2 separate regions of the Cricetulus griseus genome follow, and region 2 is linked to region 1. A link is a contact called in public Hi-C data. All regions are on one chromosome and are shown on one strand. The core of a region is the stretch at or near the end of the contact, and the rest is flanking DNA. Distances in the headings are between cores, read along the strand shown.

Region 1 (4,624 bases), core at 686-3,185:
CTCTGTTCTAAGATGCAGGCAGGATGGCAAGCAAGCATTGCTAAGACTCTTTCCACAAGATTGCTCTCTCTTGCTGGCACCAGTGTACAGCTCAGCAGAAAGCCCTTAGCATTTGGGTGCCTACCATCTGTTTAATAGACATCGTAGAAGACTTGGTTGCTGTAATTTCTGGAGTGAAATTCAGGACAAAGCAATCTCTTTGCAAATACTCAGGCAGCCTCTCTCCTTCAGGGAAGAGATAAAGTGACAAGTGTCTGACAATTGGAACATTCAGCAGGGAATGATCAGATAGATGGCTTTGTGACACAGGTCCTGATGGAAAAGAAATCTTTGAAAATGTATAGTAATATTTAACTGTATACAGCTCTGTGCGTGTGTGCGCACGCGTGTGTGTGTGTGTGTGTGTGTGTGTGTGTGTGTGTGTGTGTGTGTGTGCATGCCTGTGCTCAGGACTACAATGAGGGTAAAGCTAATTCTTCAGTGTTAAGTCCAAAATAGTGAACCTCTATTTCTGAAACATTTCTGTGCTTTCATACAAATTCAGAGTTTGTTTTTTTTAACCTTCATTTTTGTCTGCCTATCAAATGAATACCAGGCCCCAAATCTTATTTTGGACTGTTTCTGTGAGCTAGATTCCCAGATGTGGAAAAAATCCCAATCAAACAGTACGAACATTTTTAAAACTGTTGATTGGCATTGCCAAACCTTTGCAAAAAAGATTGAACCAATTTACACTCCCACCAGCAGTGAACGAGAATATATTTAAATGCAAATCCTAAGAAGCAGAGTGTCTCTTTCTTAGGTATTTCACTTTAAATTTTTTTTTTTTAAATTCTAAGCAAAAGCTGACCCAGGGTTTTATAAAAGGAAAGTCTGGCATAAAAGTGGAACATAGTTAAAACAGCTTAGGGGAAAAAAAGCTTTCAAAGACCCAAGCAGGCCGATAAAAAATGTCAAGGCGCCATAGCAAGAAACACAACTCCAAAGGGGCCATTAACAATTTGGCTTAGGTTGGGATGGTAACCGCCAAGAATCTTGGGCGTGGTCGATGTACCGAATTCTAGTTTATAAAAAGCAAAATATTAATGCTTCACTTTGTTCTAAAGACGACTTAAGATGTCTAACGCCAGGATCTAGAGAAGTAGTATTGTCTGTAAAATGAAGCTTGTGGAAACGACACACACTCGTGCCCCTTCGCTCCGGGCACGGGACAGCAGGCCTGCGCAAATCTGAGAACACCTCTATCAATAGGGCACAGTGATGGTAGAGGCTGCGTACGGAGAGGCAAGGGAAGCCCACGCTCGGTGTCCAGCCCGCTGCCTCCACATATTCAATGGGAGCAGGGACTTGCTGTCAGGCCCACTCCTCTAATCAGGTCCCCGCCAGTCCACAACCCAAGTGCCTCATGACTTCTCCTTGGTACCCTCTCCCACCCGCCGCACCAAAAGAAACCCCACCACCGCGTGGGCCACTTTGTCCTCACTTGGGTTCCTCCTCTTCTTTCCTGCCCTCTCCGCGCGCCCCCTACCCTCCCAGCTCCAGCACTCGGCTACACTCGGCTCTACTCGGAAATCCCCGCCCCCGCGGTGCCTGCAGCCAATCAGCGCTCGGTCCCGCCCCTCGCGGCAGTTCTAGGCGGGCCGGCCGAGCCAAGGCCGAGCCGGGCTGAGGGCGGTGCCGCGGGCGGGGGTGATGGGGCCTGGCTGCCGGGCGGCGGTGGCGAGGTTCGTCTAGACACGAGGGCGCGGGGAGGCGAGAAGCGAGTGGGTGCTGCGGCCCACCCGGGATGGGCCAAGCCCGGTCTGGCGGGGCCGAGCGGGAGCCGAAGGCGGCACGCGGGCCGGCCTGCGGGCCGGGCGGCCCGGGGGCTGAGGTAGAGGTGGGCGCGGAGGAAGGGGCCGGGCGAGGCGGTGGGAGGAGCGGCGAGGGGGCGGAGGCTGGGCGGCGAGAAAGCGGCGCCTGGCCCGAGGCGGCGGCGCCGGAGCAGGCTGAGGCGGCGGCCGGGACGAGCGCCCTGAGGTGGCGGCCGTGGCCCCATGGGCGGGTGCGTGGGCGCCCAGCACGACTCCTCGGGCAGCCTCAACGAGAACTCGGAAGGCACTGGAGGTAGGTGGCGCCAGGGGGCGGCCGCGGCCCCCCATTGTTCGCGGCGGCGGCCACCTGTCCCGACCCCTCGCCCCTTTGTCGTTCGTGCTTCGCGTCGGCCCCGCCACGCGCTCCGGGCCCCACGCGGGGCCGCGGGCCTCGGCCTGGCTAGAGGGACTCCAACCCGGAGAAATACTCGGCGGCAGGATGGCGGCTCTCGGGGCCGGGGAGGGGCGGCCGCCCCGAGTGCCCCCGACGGGCCCCGCCGCACCCCCGGCCCTTCCCGCGTCGGCAGAGTTGGCCGGGCTCAGCTTTCCCGGGTTTCGGGTGACAGCTGCCCCGGTTGGTTCCAGTTTCTGGAGCTGGGCTGGGGAAGTCTCAAGTGGCCATGGCAGTGTTTTAAGGAGGAGGGGGGAGACGATCGGCCCGAGGAAAACGTGGCTTGTTGCTGCTGCCAGGGGCGTTAGCCCAGTGTGCCGTCGGGGCGCACTAGTCAAATTCCGATGTGTCTTACGTAAAAGGAAAACGTGCAGGATAAAAGTACCCAGCATAAGATTAGTGCTTTGACTAAAAGTTTTCCAACGCGGATCGCACTTCTCGGTTAAAGTAACCATGATGAGAAGTCTCTTGATTCCATTCTTAGTAGCTGTAGAGGGGGTAGAACAGTAAGATTGATCCCACTTTTAAGTGACGTTAAAAGTGCCGAGCCCTTTCATTATTTAGAATGTGTAGAAGTTCGAACGTTGAAGAAAAGAGCCACCAGGGAATGGGCAACTAGAACTTGATTTGATACGGACCTGATACTGGGTGCATATCAGGTGCATATGTTTAAGTTGTTGAGTTGCTTGGGAAAAGGCGGGGTCACACTTTTCCCACCTTGAGACCAGGTGCCTGCCCTGTCGCTTAAACTCTGCCCTTGATCCTGTGCACCCATCTTTGTACAGGAGATTTCCCGGTTTTTGTGATCTTAGCCATGCCACTTCACTAAAATCTATTGCTATTCCCTGTCACTAAATGTTGGACAAACGATTTGAGAATTAAGTGGAAGTGATCTTGAAAAAGTAGTCCATGGAAATGCTCCTTTGTAGTGCATTTCATGTCACAGCCTATTTATTTGGTGAGATAGTGACAACAAACCCAAAGTATGGAAAGGAAGTGATTAAAAACACTGGGTTAAGGGCAGATTGGTGGTCAGATGGTACTAGTTAAGTATGCTAGTACTGACTAGCATTCAGTTTAATTAACTTTCACATATTTTAAAATTATAATTCCTCTTTTCTGTACTCAGATTGAAACAGTTTAACCCATTTGGCAGTGCAATTTAGGATCCACTCACATTACTAGCATGGGCTTTTAGAAGCATGAAATCCTAGCTTTAGATAATTACTACCAGTGGCATCCAATTAGATAGCTATAGTATCAGTTACTTTCAGGACTTAAGTTTTCTGGACCATAAACTGCTATGTTTTTGTACAGAAGAGTCTTTAAAAGGTGGAGTACCTCCTTTTTTTCTTCGGGGGAGGAGGAATGGGATAGCTCTGATGTAGCTGGAAGAAGAAAGAGTCTGTGGGGAACAAAAGAATTCTTCTGGAATTTAATTTTGGAAGCCTTTATTCTCCATTACTGTCATGAGAGGTGAGAGCTCATTGTGGAGCCAGCAACTTGGGAGGCTGGAGCTGGGGACTCTTAAGAAAGTTCCAGGCCAGTCCGGGCTACGGAGCAAAACCTCATCTCCAAAAACAACAAAATTTATTGTGGTATGTGTTTCAGGTTTACATGTTAGCAGTTCTTTTTTTGTTGTTTGTTTGAAAGGGAATGACTTTCCTAAGGGTGTTGGCAAAGATCCTTAGCTTTTCAAACGTTAGTAGTTTTAATCTGGTTATACCGAGTTTTAACATTCTCATCAACGTGAAGTATATAATGCAACCTTCAGATATGTTTCATGACAGTTTATATTCACAGTGCTATGTGAGCATTACCATTGAAGAATGACTCCAGCCTTTCCAAAAGTCAGCTGGTTCGTAATAAATATGATTTAAAATACTTGGATATTGTGTTTTCCCTTTCCTTCTGGATCCAGTTTTTATATTAATTTATTTTTTGTTTTTTTTGAGACAGGATTTCTCTGTATAGCTCTGACTGCCTGGAACTCTTTCTGTAGACCAGGCTGGTCTTAAACTCAGAGATCTGCCTGCCTCTGCCTCCCAAGTGCTGGGATTAAAGGCGTGTGCCATCACCGCCCAGCTGAATCCATTATGTTTTTACTATGAGTATATAAATATCAAAAAGTCCTTATTAGGTAGATTACTTTTGTTAAGGAATTTGGAGAATTCTTACAAGACATTATAAAACTAAGGGAGATGGCTTAATTCTCACACTAAGATTTGTATTATTGTTTGAGTATTCATGTTTATAGTTATTTCTCTAGTCTACCTTGTCTAGAATTCAGGTTTGAGTTTTAGGCCAGTCAAACCTTTTTTTAAATTGTTTTAAACAAAACAATTCTATAGATTCAAGATTATCCAATAGTATTCTCTCT
Region 2 (4,624 bases), core at 781-3,280, 50 kb after region 1:
AGCAGTGGAGACTGGGAGTTGTCAGTGTTGCCTCCCCAAGTCACGCTCCTCATGCACATTCACTCAGTTCTGCTGCCGCCCAACACACTGGCAGGAGGCACCCTCTGGAACACTAGACAATAATTCAGTAAGTAGTCAGAGTTCTCATTCTCAGTTAAGAGCTTGTTTTGCTGCATAGTAGTTCTAAAATGGCTATAATACCCAGGCTTGAGATGGCTAGCTACTATGTAATGCCTTCACTGATCCTGCCATTCTGTGTGGCCATTTCTGGAGCTAACTGACCCTATCTATGTTTCTGGGCCAGGCACCATGGAAATGGAGTATAACTGCTCCCACTCCAGAATAAAAAACAACCCTCTCTTCCCCACCTTGCAGGAGATGTAAGTTAAACCTCTCTGCCGGTTCCTGGGGAAACTGCCTATTCTCAGCCTTGGAAAAAACTCCAACTCAACATTTTCAAGTGTGAAGGTTTGCAGTGTCTCTTAAACAACACTGGTGAGAACAAATAGTGGCACCTGGCCCTAGCCCTCGGTGCTCTTTACTTCATTCTGACTCTAGTCATTGTGGGTGGCAGTGTACCTCCCGCACATTCCCCACAAAGAGGTGAATAACCACCATCTGTACATGGGGTTGAGGGACTGGAACACAGTGAACCAGCCTTACCTCCTCTGGAGAAGGCTGAAGAAAGCTGCCAAGGGTTGTATTTAATCTGGAGCCTTTTAAAAGCAGATTCTGCCAGGCATAGTGGTGCTTGCATTTAATCCCAGGGAGCAGAAGTAAGCAGATCTCAGAATTTGAGACCAGTCTGGAATACAAAGGTGGTTCTAGGCCAATTGGAGCTGCAAAGTGAGACCCTGTCTCAAAAAAAAAAGTTGATTCCATGAGAAGAGGGCTAATGTGACCACACTATATCTTTGAGAATCTGTGAGCTGTGAACAGTAGACGAAAGAGAGCTCTATGTTCTTCTCAGTAGGGAAATACTAAACCTTCAGCACCTATTTGGATGATAAAACACCATAATTTAGTGGCAAAATGAAACTAAGTAGTTTAAAATGTAATGTTTAAAGTGGTGTTAAATTTCCTGTAGCCTGTTTAAATATACTTATAATTGTAACTTATGTTTCTGAAAACTGTTAACCACTTCCCTAATTCTGTTCATTTTAAAGCTTGTGACTACACCTAATTTAGACTTGATGGTGATTGAGTCTAAATTCAGGAGAAGCACACAGCTTTATCAACGAAGAAGGTGCTCACATTCCTGTGTGGAGGCTCCAGGGCAGCTCAATGCTTTGGCCTACCATCAAGAGGGTTGATTCATTTACCACATTGAATAACAATATCTCAAAGTCCATCAACTGGAATAGAGTGTTTAAGCCAATTATTTTTCTAAAGGAAATTTGATGCTGTCACCAATAACCTGTTTGGTAAAAGGTCTTGTTTGTTTCTTGAGGGTTGACCTCTCTTAAGAGTTTTTTTATTTTAAAGGAACATATACTTTGAATAACAATCCTCCAGGCGTGTTTAACCTAGGTGAGAAAAAAATGGTGCTGGTAATTGTCAATAGACTGATGTAAGATTGGATCAATACTTGATGTGTATAATTTTAGTATGTAGGAGTTTTGTGCTTTTTTTAAAAAAAAAAAGTTCCAACTTTTCTCTTTGTCTTTGCCTTTATTCTGAGTTTGTTGGGTTTTTTTTTTTTTTTTGTGGAGGGGGTGGTTTTGGGGACAGGATTTTTCTGTGTAGCCCTTGCTGTCCTGGAACTAACTGTAGACCAGACTGGCCTGGAACTTACTTGCCTCTGCCTCCCGAGGGCTGTGATTAAGGCATGCCCCACCACCACCCAGCTATTCTGGGTTTCTAACTATTCCTCTGTAAAATAGTAGACTCACATTGTATGGGGAAGTGGGAGGTTTCTTCCTCTCTAAAACCGGTAGTGAGATCATGACCACCAAACTTAAGTTCTGCTACAGCACATACCACAGGTCACTTAGAGCTGTGACTCATCAGCACTGCAGTCTCGGCCTAGGATAGGTTGACCGGGATGGGGAAGGTGACTCAGACAGTGCTGCTTGCATGCTGCTGAGGCCATAAAATCTGAGTCTTTCTTACCAGGTATACTTGCACACACCTCTAGTCCTAGCACTGAGGGTAGAAGCAAACTCAGTTGGAGGGCAGCTTGGTCTACCTAGTGAGTTCCCAACCTGCCAGGTTGACTTGAGTTCTGTCTTTAACAACAAAATCTGCTCACCTTTTGTGGCCTCTGGGTTTCTTCAAAGGGCCTTCCCCATTTGTCAGGATACCAGCCTCCTCGATTAGCCCTCTCTCACTACTTCATTGTTATCTGGAGCATCTGTGTGTGAAAATAACAGACAGTAGCCCCTTTTCCTGAAGATACTTGGTAACTTATCCATCTTTCTCCATGGTGAGGGTAGGTAGCCCGCTTAGCAAATGGGCATCACTCAGCTTGTTGGATCCTGTGATGCATTTTACATAGAAAAAGAATTAAGCTGATAGCGTCTTCCCAGACAGCTTATGTCCTGTGACTATTCTTGGGATCTCTTGTGATGTTGGCCTGTTAGCCTGTCATTTCTAGTTCTGTGACAAGAGCCTGGGTGACTTCATCAGAGGTTGGACAGTTGACTTGGCCTTGCCTAGGCTTTTGAGGCCTAGGAGACATGAGATCCAAGCACTGGAGGAAGAGATGACCACTTTGCTTACTTATTGCCTCTTCAAAGTTCCTTCCTGCTGATAGTGGTGTTGAAGAATCTGCCTGTGGCCCTGGTCTGGAACCTTCACCAGGCCACTGTCCCTCCCCATTGCCTGTGCCCTAGAACACTTGTATAACTAGGAACACACAGTGCGGTATGAAGAAAACTTCAGCCTGGAAAGCATTGCACACACACACACACACACACAGAGAGAGAGAGAGAGAGAGAGAGAGAGAGAGAGAGAAAGAATGGAACCCAGGACCTCACGTATGTCATCACACCCTTATTGCTGAATCACATACCAGGCCCTATGTACTCATTTTTAATCTGTCACTGGTGGGGAGAGGGAGCAGGGGCTGTTGAGATGGACCCTCGTTCGATCCCCAGCACTAGCATGGCAGCTCACAACTCTCCATATCTCCAGTTTCAAGCCCTTTTCTGACCTCTGAGGGCAGCAGGCACCCACATGGTGGATAGACATATACATAAGCAAAATAAGTATGCGAAATGAAGTAAATTAAAAACGTCCTAAAGCAAAATAGTCTTGGATTGGTTTCTTGTATGCCTAGTCCCAACACAATATCAGTTAACTGATTTGTTTGAATTTAGATTTTGGCACAGGGTCTAGTTTATCAAATAACCCCAGATATTCTAGAACGGCCAAGAGTTTCACTATGAAGTCTAGGATGCCCTTGCAGTCCTCCTGCCGCAGCCCGTGGGTGCTGCAAAAACATGTGCCACTGACCCACAGGGGCCTCCAGTTGATGAAGATGCTTTGAAAAGGAATTTTAAAGTCTGATGGGATGTCGGGTGGTGGTGGTACACATCTTTAACTCCAACACTTAGGAGGCAGAGGCAGGAGGATCTCTGTGGGTTCAAGGCCAGCCTGGTCTACTGATCGAGTTCCAAGACAGCCAGGGCTACACAGAGAAACCCTGTCTCAAAACTAAATAAATTCCATGTTCTGTTCATTATACCTTTACAGTAGTGCCCTGGGACCCCCATGGGGGAAAGGACAGGTTAATTACCTAATCTCTTCACCTTTCCTCCCCAATCCCTGTTTGAGTAAAGAACATTTGTTCCCAGATCTATTACCCTTAAGACCATCTCTGCAAACAGAGACCTCTGTAGTGTCTTCCCAGAGAATCACACCTATTCCCTGAAGTTGCTGCCTGACAAAAGCCACCTAGGCTGCTTCAAAAGAGACCAGACCCTATGAAGATGAGTTCAGTGGTGAAGTGCTTTGCGTTGGCCTTTCTCTAGATGCCATTTTTTCTCTTTGTAGTGCCTCTCTGCATACTCTGCATAGTTTCCCTGTCTCCCTGTTGCAAACACTAGTAATCGCACACTCCTAACGTTGGAAGGGCATAGGGAGTGATGGGAGATGCTTGCAGTTCCCTCAAAGTGGTGCCTTTGTTTCTATAGAAAGGATTGAAGGGCTGGAGGGACATCTCAGTGGATAAAAGCACTAGCTGCTTTTCCAGAGTTCCCAGGTTCAATTCCCAGCGCCCACATGGCAGCTCACAACTGTCTGTAACTCCAGTTCCAAGGGACCTGACACCCATAGTAAAACACCAATGCACATTTTTAAAAAGTGACCAGTTCTATCTGGGGTTTGGTTTGGTTTTGCTGGTCTCATTCTTACTGTGGTATGACCCCATGGGGAGAAGTGTTTACGGCCAGTTTCATTAATCGTGCTCAAAAGCTTGTTAGCCAAATCTCCCATTTGTTCATGATGTTTCACAATAACTGGTTTCATAATTCCCAGTCTGACTTGTAGATAAGGATCTTAGGTAAGCAGTACTCTTGTACATTGGTAGAAGGAATTCTCACCAGCCTGATCATGACTCTGGCAGGCCTTGCCCTTCCCCCATTCCCTCTGCCTTGCAAAAAACCCTTATATTACATTCCTA

Evidence for each region. Hi-C and Micro-C count contacts between places; a contact is called where the count stands out from the background.
Region 2: a Hi-C map of the CHL-YN cell line shows a contact between it and region 1, with 2.4 times the contacts expected there. The contact joins the enhancer-like site here to the promoter of Ubtd2 in region 1. A contact is called at or near these places in 2 of 8 Hi-C or Micro-C datasets (the CHL-YN cell line and the CHO-K1 cell line).

The regions. Positions count from the first base shown.
Region 1 is chr7:47,653,851-47,658,474 of CriGri-PICRH-1.0, forward strand. Ubtd2 (ubiquitin domain-containing protein 2) reads left to right here and starts at 1,936. Exons shown (of 3, transcript XM_027425193.2): 1 at 1,936-2,106. The coding sequence starts at 2,037.
Region 2 is chr7:47,703,876-47,708,499 of CriGri-PICRH-1.0, forward strand. Ubtd2 (ubiquitin domain-containing protein 2) reads left to right here. Exons shown (of 3, transcript XM_027425193.2): 3 at 1-1,655. Among named protein-coding and RNA genes, the nearest start is that of Efcab9, 12 kb to the right of the region's middle. Within about 2 kb of position 2,031, at least 4 of the 6 cell types and tissues checked have open chromatin away from gene starts, as enhancers often do. A contact at or near this core is called in the CHO-K1 cell line, where this site is marked.